Linked DNA regions of Arabidopsis thaliana: region 1 is linked to region 2. Evidence: chromatin contacts called from public ChIA-PET data. All regions are on one chromosome and are shown on one strand. The core of a region is the stretch at or near the end of the contact, and the rest is flanking DNA. Distances in the headings are between cores, read along the strand shown.

Region 1 (2,700 bases), core at 138-2,637, 36 kb before region 2:
TGCTCTGGAAATTACTGTGAGTGGTGAGAAATATCGGTGTCTTAGATTCTCTAAGGCTAAGAAATGAGGTTGGAAATTGGAATCTGGATTCTAAATTTAGGGCACAAAAGGAAAAGATTTGTTCTTGCGTTTATGATGGATGCAATGGGAATTGTTGGAATGATGCTTGGTTTGTGTAAATTATTAATTCAATGAAGAAAGTATTGTGTTTTCTGGAAAGAGAGTTTGTCTGATCACTTCAAGCCTCAAGGTGCTTTCTTGCTCTATTCAAACTTTTGTTGATTGCTGTGTGACATGTTGAAATTCAGGTTTTTAGATCACGGTATGTGTGAATGATGGGTTTAGTTTGATTAGTATAGATGTTTGTAGGAAATACAGGGGCAACACCGGAACATATCTTTCCGTTTTCTTCTGTTCTTAAGGATTTTTCATGTGGTTTTGCTTGAATGTGTAAACATCTTGTGGCATGAAGAGAATGAAAGGTGGCCAGGGTAAAGATGCTAGGATGCATGAGTGAGTGATTATTGGTGTTAGTATCTATCATGATTTATGGTGATTGATGAGAGACAATAAACAAATGTTTTTGGGTAGGGATTAGGGAGATACTAGCATTTAGAATTTCTTCTCCTGTTATAGTTAGCTTGGTCTTTTGGCAAAGCAGCACCCAGTAGCAAACCTAAGGGGTTTCACTTTTCAGAACATAGGGAAGAAGTAGAAGGTTGTGCCCGTATGAGTGGGCTTGTTAGTGTTTAAGCAGATAGCCAGACAGATGAGCTAGGTTCCATTATCCACTATGTTACAATAGTAATAATTGCTTTGCTGCTGGAACTAACATTGTGGTACAGTGTACCTATTTCCATATTCTTGCTGTTTCTTAATTTCTTTATCTAGGTTTGTATATCTTATTCCGAAGGATGAGTTTTTTTCCTGGTCCTGTTAGATTTGCTTGACTCAGAATTGTGTCCGACATCGGTATGCATCTATGAAAAGGAAATATCCATATGTTTTTCTCTACTTTTAACATTCTCTCTTTGAGTTAAATCTAAAACAAACTTGTACCTCAGTGGCTTTATTCAAGCAGTAGGTGTTGTGGCTAGGTTGGTATTGGATCACTCTAATTGGGAGAGCTTCTTTGCTTGTCAAGGTGCCTAGGTGTGGTTTTACCACTTATGATAAGTAGCTGATTACAATTGTAAACTCCTGCAAAATTGAACTTCTTTATGGCATATGAATGTTTTCTATAATCTCCAGCTTCCTTACCAAAACAGGTTACTCCTTAATCCAAGAGGGCATTGATATTATGTTCGACAAATACGGTTATACGGGCAGCAAACAGCAAGTTTTGCCAGAGTTTCAATGGTTTCTACAATTCAGATTGCTGCTCGAGCTAATATAGCCGACCACAGATAAGGTATCAAATCATTTGAAGACCAAAGATGACTGATTAGTATAGAACAAAAAACTTAACTTTGCAGAAACAAACACCACAAAGATAGGAACTTGGCTACTATTTAACTAAATCCAAACCAAACCCAAAGCAAAAAATGCAACATTTATTCGTGTGGTAGTGGAATCACTAATATGGATCTTTGACCCGTACCCGACCCGGCTCTAGATACACTTGTTCTTCATCGTCATCAATCATTGTATCATTTCTGAAGATCATCACAAGCAAAGAAAATGGAGAGCGATTCAGAGATGGTTCCGTTTCCTCAACTACCGATGCCAATAGAAAACAACTACAGAGCTTGCACAATTCCTTACAGATTTCCTTCTGATGATCCCAAGAAAGCCACTCCAAATGAAATCTCGTGGATCAACGTCTTCGCCAATTCCATTCCTTCTTTCAAGTTCATTCTCTTCTCACTACTTCTCTCTTCCGACCTTATTTAGTTTCTATTTACTTTGACCAGATTCAGACTCTGTTCATGTTCATGGGTCAGACCAAGCTTTGATTTTGTTACCAAAAAACTACTTCTCTTAGCCTCAAATATCAAAAAGCTCAGGAAACTTTTCGTCTTTCAGCTAAATTCGACTAATGTCGTTGGTTTGTTGTTTGTGTTGACTTTCCTGGGTTTACTTGGTTTTTGACTTATTTACATCAAGAGTAGTTTCTGGAAGCTTATAGGCAACAGTTGCAATCCTGTTTTTTAACCAGAAAATCCCATTAAATCTCTATGTTCTAAAGCTGTTTCATTTACAGGAAACGTGCAGAGAGCGATATCACTGTTCCAGATGCTCCTGCTAGAGCTGAAAAATTTGCAGAAAGGTAAATTTTTTGCATAATTGGTAGTAATTCTCAAGGTTTTGGTTGGTATGAAATCTTTTGTCATTGTCACCTTCATAAAGTAGAACAAAGGCTGTGCCCTGTGGTTTGTTTGATTCTCAAGATAGTGTTTCAGTCTTTTGATTTGCGTTTAATATCTCTTACCTTGAATCTGAAAGATATGCTGGGATTCTTGAAGACTTGAAGAAAGATCCAGAGAGTCATGGCGGACCACCAGATGGCATTGTAAGTATAAACACCACATGATCTTTTCCTTTGGTGTAGTGAGCTTTCTTCTTTTCATAGATTATCTTGGCTTATTTTCAGCTTCTATGCCGACTTCGTGAGCAAGTACTCAGAGAGTTAGGATTTAGGGACATATTCAAGAAAGTTAAGGTGTGAATTTCCTTTCAGTTTTCTTGAGGTTTTCAGAT
Region 2 (2,700 bases), core at 61-2,560:
TTGGTTCCAATCTTAACATAATCAAACAGTTCCAATCTTAACATAATCAAACAGCACACAAAGATCATCTGGAGACGCTGTTGACAAGCCTAGCACCAACATTATCAAGCTTCTTCACAGAAGCAACAGATTTCAAATGACCAACTTTCCAAAACGCTTCCACCATCTTCTCTCCAATGACTTGACCCTTCTCCTCCGAATCAATCACCGCAACCGCTGTTGGTCCAGCTCCGCTAATAGTACATCCAAATGCTCCAGCTTCTAAAGCCGCCTTCTTCACAGCTTCCATTCCCGGAATCAACGGCGCTCTAGTCGGCTCCACAATCTTATCCGACGACAATGCCTTCCCAAGCATCACTGCGTCACCTTCTAACACAGCAGCGACTAAAGCAGCTGCTTGGCTACTGTTCCAAACATGATGAACCATTGGAATCTCTGTAGGCAATGCAGCTCTCATTTTCTTAGTTGGAGCTTCAAAGTCAGGGCTTACTAGAACAAAGAAGAGATCTTTATCAGATGGGAACCTCAATGGTTTCAAATCAAGTGGTTCGTAGTTTCTAATCAAAACGAATCCACCCATGATCGCTGGTGCGATATTATCAGCGTGATAACCGGAGACTTTCGCTTCCGATTCTAAACCGGCTAATACCAATTGATCACTCCCTAATTTCCGGCCAAAGATCTCATTAACCGCCACAGCAGCTGCGGCGGCACTAGCTGCACTAGAACCTAAACCGCTACCTAAAGGAAGACCTTTATGCAAATCTAATGATAAACCAACCGATCTGATCCCTAACATCTTCATCGTAGCAATAGCAGCGATTCCGGCGCAGTTCCGGAGAGGGTTCGTGCTGAGTTTTGTTGTGGTTCCGGTGATCTCCGAGATTGAGACCTCACCGGCTCGTACAGAGGGATCTACACGGAGAGTCACATGGTCTCCGAGACCATCGACGGCACATCCTAAGAAATCAAACCCTGGTCCCAAATTAGCGACGGTGGCTGGCGCAAAAGTCTTGACGGAGACGAAAACTGGCTCCGGCTCAACGGCGACGAGGGTTTGTACGGAAGCTCTGCATCGAAAGACGGAGACTTTGGCGAATAACGGTGGCGATGGATTGGATTTGGGTTGGAAATAGGAAATGGGTTTGGAAGGAGATTGGAAACAAAGACTTGCCATTGATGAACAAGTAATGAGATCAACAAAAGCAAATGAACAAAGACGAAGCCTTTAAACAAATATATAAGAGAGAGATGAACAAACGTGACCACCTAACCTAATGTTTTCTCCAGTAAAGCTGATTACTTTAAAGATGCAGTGAGTGATGAGATCAGATTCAGACCAGTGAAAATCCAACGGTTTAACAACAAACCGAACTGAACCGAACCGGTAAGCTTGTCCACTTTGGTTTGGCTTTAGCTTAGATGATTGTAAATGGTGGTATATAAACAAAATCTCATTTTTGTTGCAAATGAGGTGTGTGTTGAAATGTACAGATGAACAAAATCATAAGGATAATCATATGGGTCTTCTAGATGCAGTCCTCGAGATAATGCTATTGGCATTCATAGAATGATCGTTGTTTCTTTTGCGCTTTAACCTTCGCTTGGTTTCTTCTTCCTTTTCATCAACAAATGCTAAAAAAGTCTGTAGCTTTGTTAAACGTGAAGATTTTGGTGAAGGTATAGCTTCTTCTACTACTACTTCAGGTGTGTCTTTGCAGAAGTCGCGGATTATTTTGAAGAAGTGGATAAAGAGAGCGACGAGACAGGCTATCCCAACCACAAGGAACATACCCCAGAAGCTATGCACGTTGAGCTGTTCTGAGTCACCTGACTGAGACCCATGCGGGCTGCTGCAGTTGGATTTCGAAAGCCATCGGTCATGGATCTTCTGAAGCTCTCCAGTTTCGGATAGACCAAGAATCGCGGTTGACATGTCAACTGCTAAAGGAGAGTCTCTTGGGAATGCCTTTTTGAACAGAAAATGCAAAAATGTGATCAGAATTATGTTCAAACATGCTGGTAAAGAGAGAAGATATTCAGAAGATGGATGACTCACAAATCCCCAACCGCATCTGGTGAATTCTTGGCCTCTGATGGCAAACTTACAGTAATCTGAGAGGAAGAGATCAATATAAGGACGTTCATCAACAATCGCTGCAACAGTGCCATTTTGAAGCGCATTAGCATATTCTTCAGGGGAGGCGAGAGGCACAAGTCTGGAGCTGGCAATGTTAAGCTCATCGGTCATGTAGTTTTCAGCAAAAGAACCAACCTGGAAACCAATACGACCAGTGCTACTGATGAGTGTATCTACTCCTTTTATAGGTGAATTAAGCTGTTGCACTGTAAGTATTGATGTGAGACTCGCTGTGTAGCTAGATGTAATGATCAGAACCACAAAAAGCCATATCAGAAGCACCATACGACCAAGTGTGCTAACTGTAGTCTCTCCTGAGAGTTTGATTTCATAAAGATGTTAAGAATTTCACACGGGAATTGCAGTAATTAGCTTGAGGGGGTTTTCAGACTTACTATGGGAGAAAAACATCGTCGAAAAGGTGAACCTGCATCGTAAGAAAAGATTAAAGCTTGCATAAGCTATAGTAATCTTCATTTTATGCAGACAAATAAGATGGCTCTTGTGTACTTACCAGAGAATGGTAATGATCTGTCTCCTTGGTGGACCACGAAACTCAT

What was found. ChIA-PET counts read pairs in DNA pulled down with a chosen protein or histone mark.
Region 1: a contact with region 2 is called in an H3K4me3 ChIA-PET map of shoot, with 13 read pairs. The contact joins the promoter of AT2G17340 here to the promoter of HSK in region 2. A contact is called at or near these places in 2 of 26 Hi-C or Micro-C datasets (callus and root), 1 of 2 datasets of contacts at active chromatin or transcription factors (shoot) and 1 of 3 other capture datasets (seedling).

The regions. Positions count from the first base shown.
Region 1 is chr2:7,543,070-7,545,769 of TAIR10.1, reverse strand. It overlaps AT2G17340 (pantothenate kinase), which reads left to right and starts at 1,387. Exons shown (of 12, transcript NM_127289.4): 1 at 1,387-1,850; 2 at 2,204-2,269; 3 at 2,446-2,512; 4 at 2,594-2,662. The coding sequence starts at 1,681. It overlaps AT2G17350 (beta-mannosyltransferase-like protein), which reads left to right. Exons shown (of 2, transcript NM_127290.2): 2 at 1-316. The coding sequence ends at 67.
Region 2 is chr2:7,507,083-7,509,782 of TAIR10.1, reverse strand. It overlaps HSK (homoserine kinase), which reads right to left and starts at 1,310. Exons shown (of 1, transcript NM_127281.2): 1 at 1-1,310. The coding sequence starts at 1,177. The coding sequence ends at 65. GLR2 (glutamate receptor 2) reads right to left here. Exons shown (of 5, transcript NM_001335544.1): 2 at 2,655-2,700; 3 at 2,536-2,567; 4 at 2,060-2,454; 5 at 1,389-1,969. The coding sequence ends at 1,517.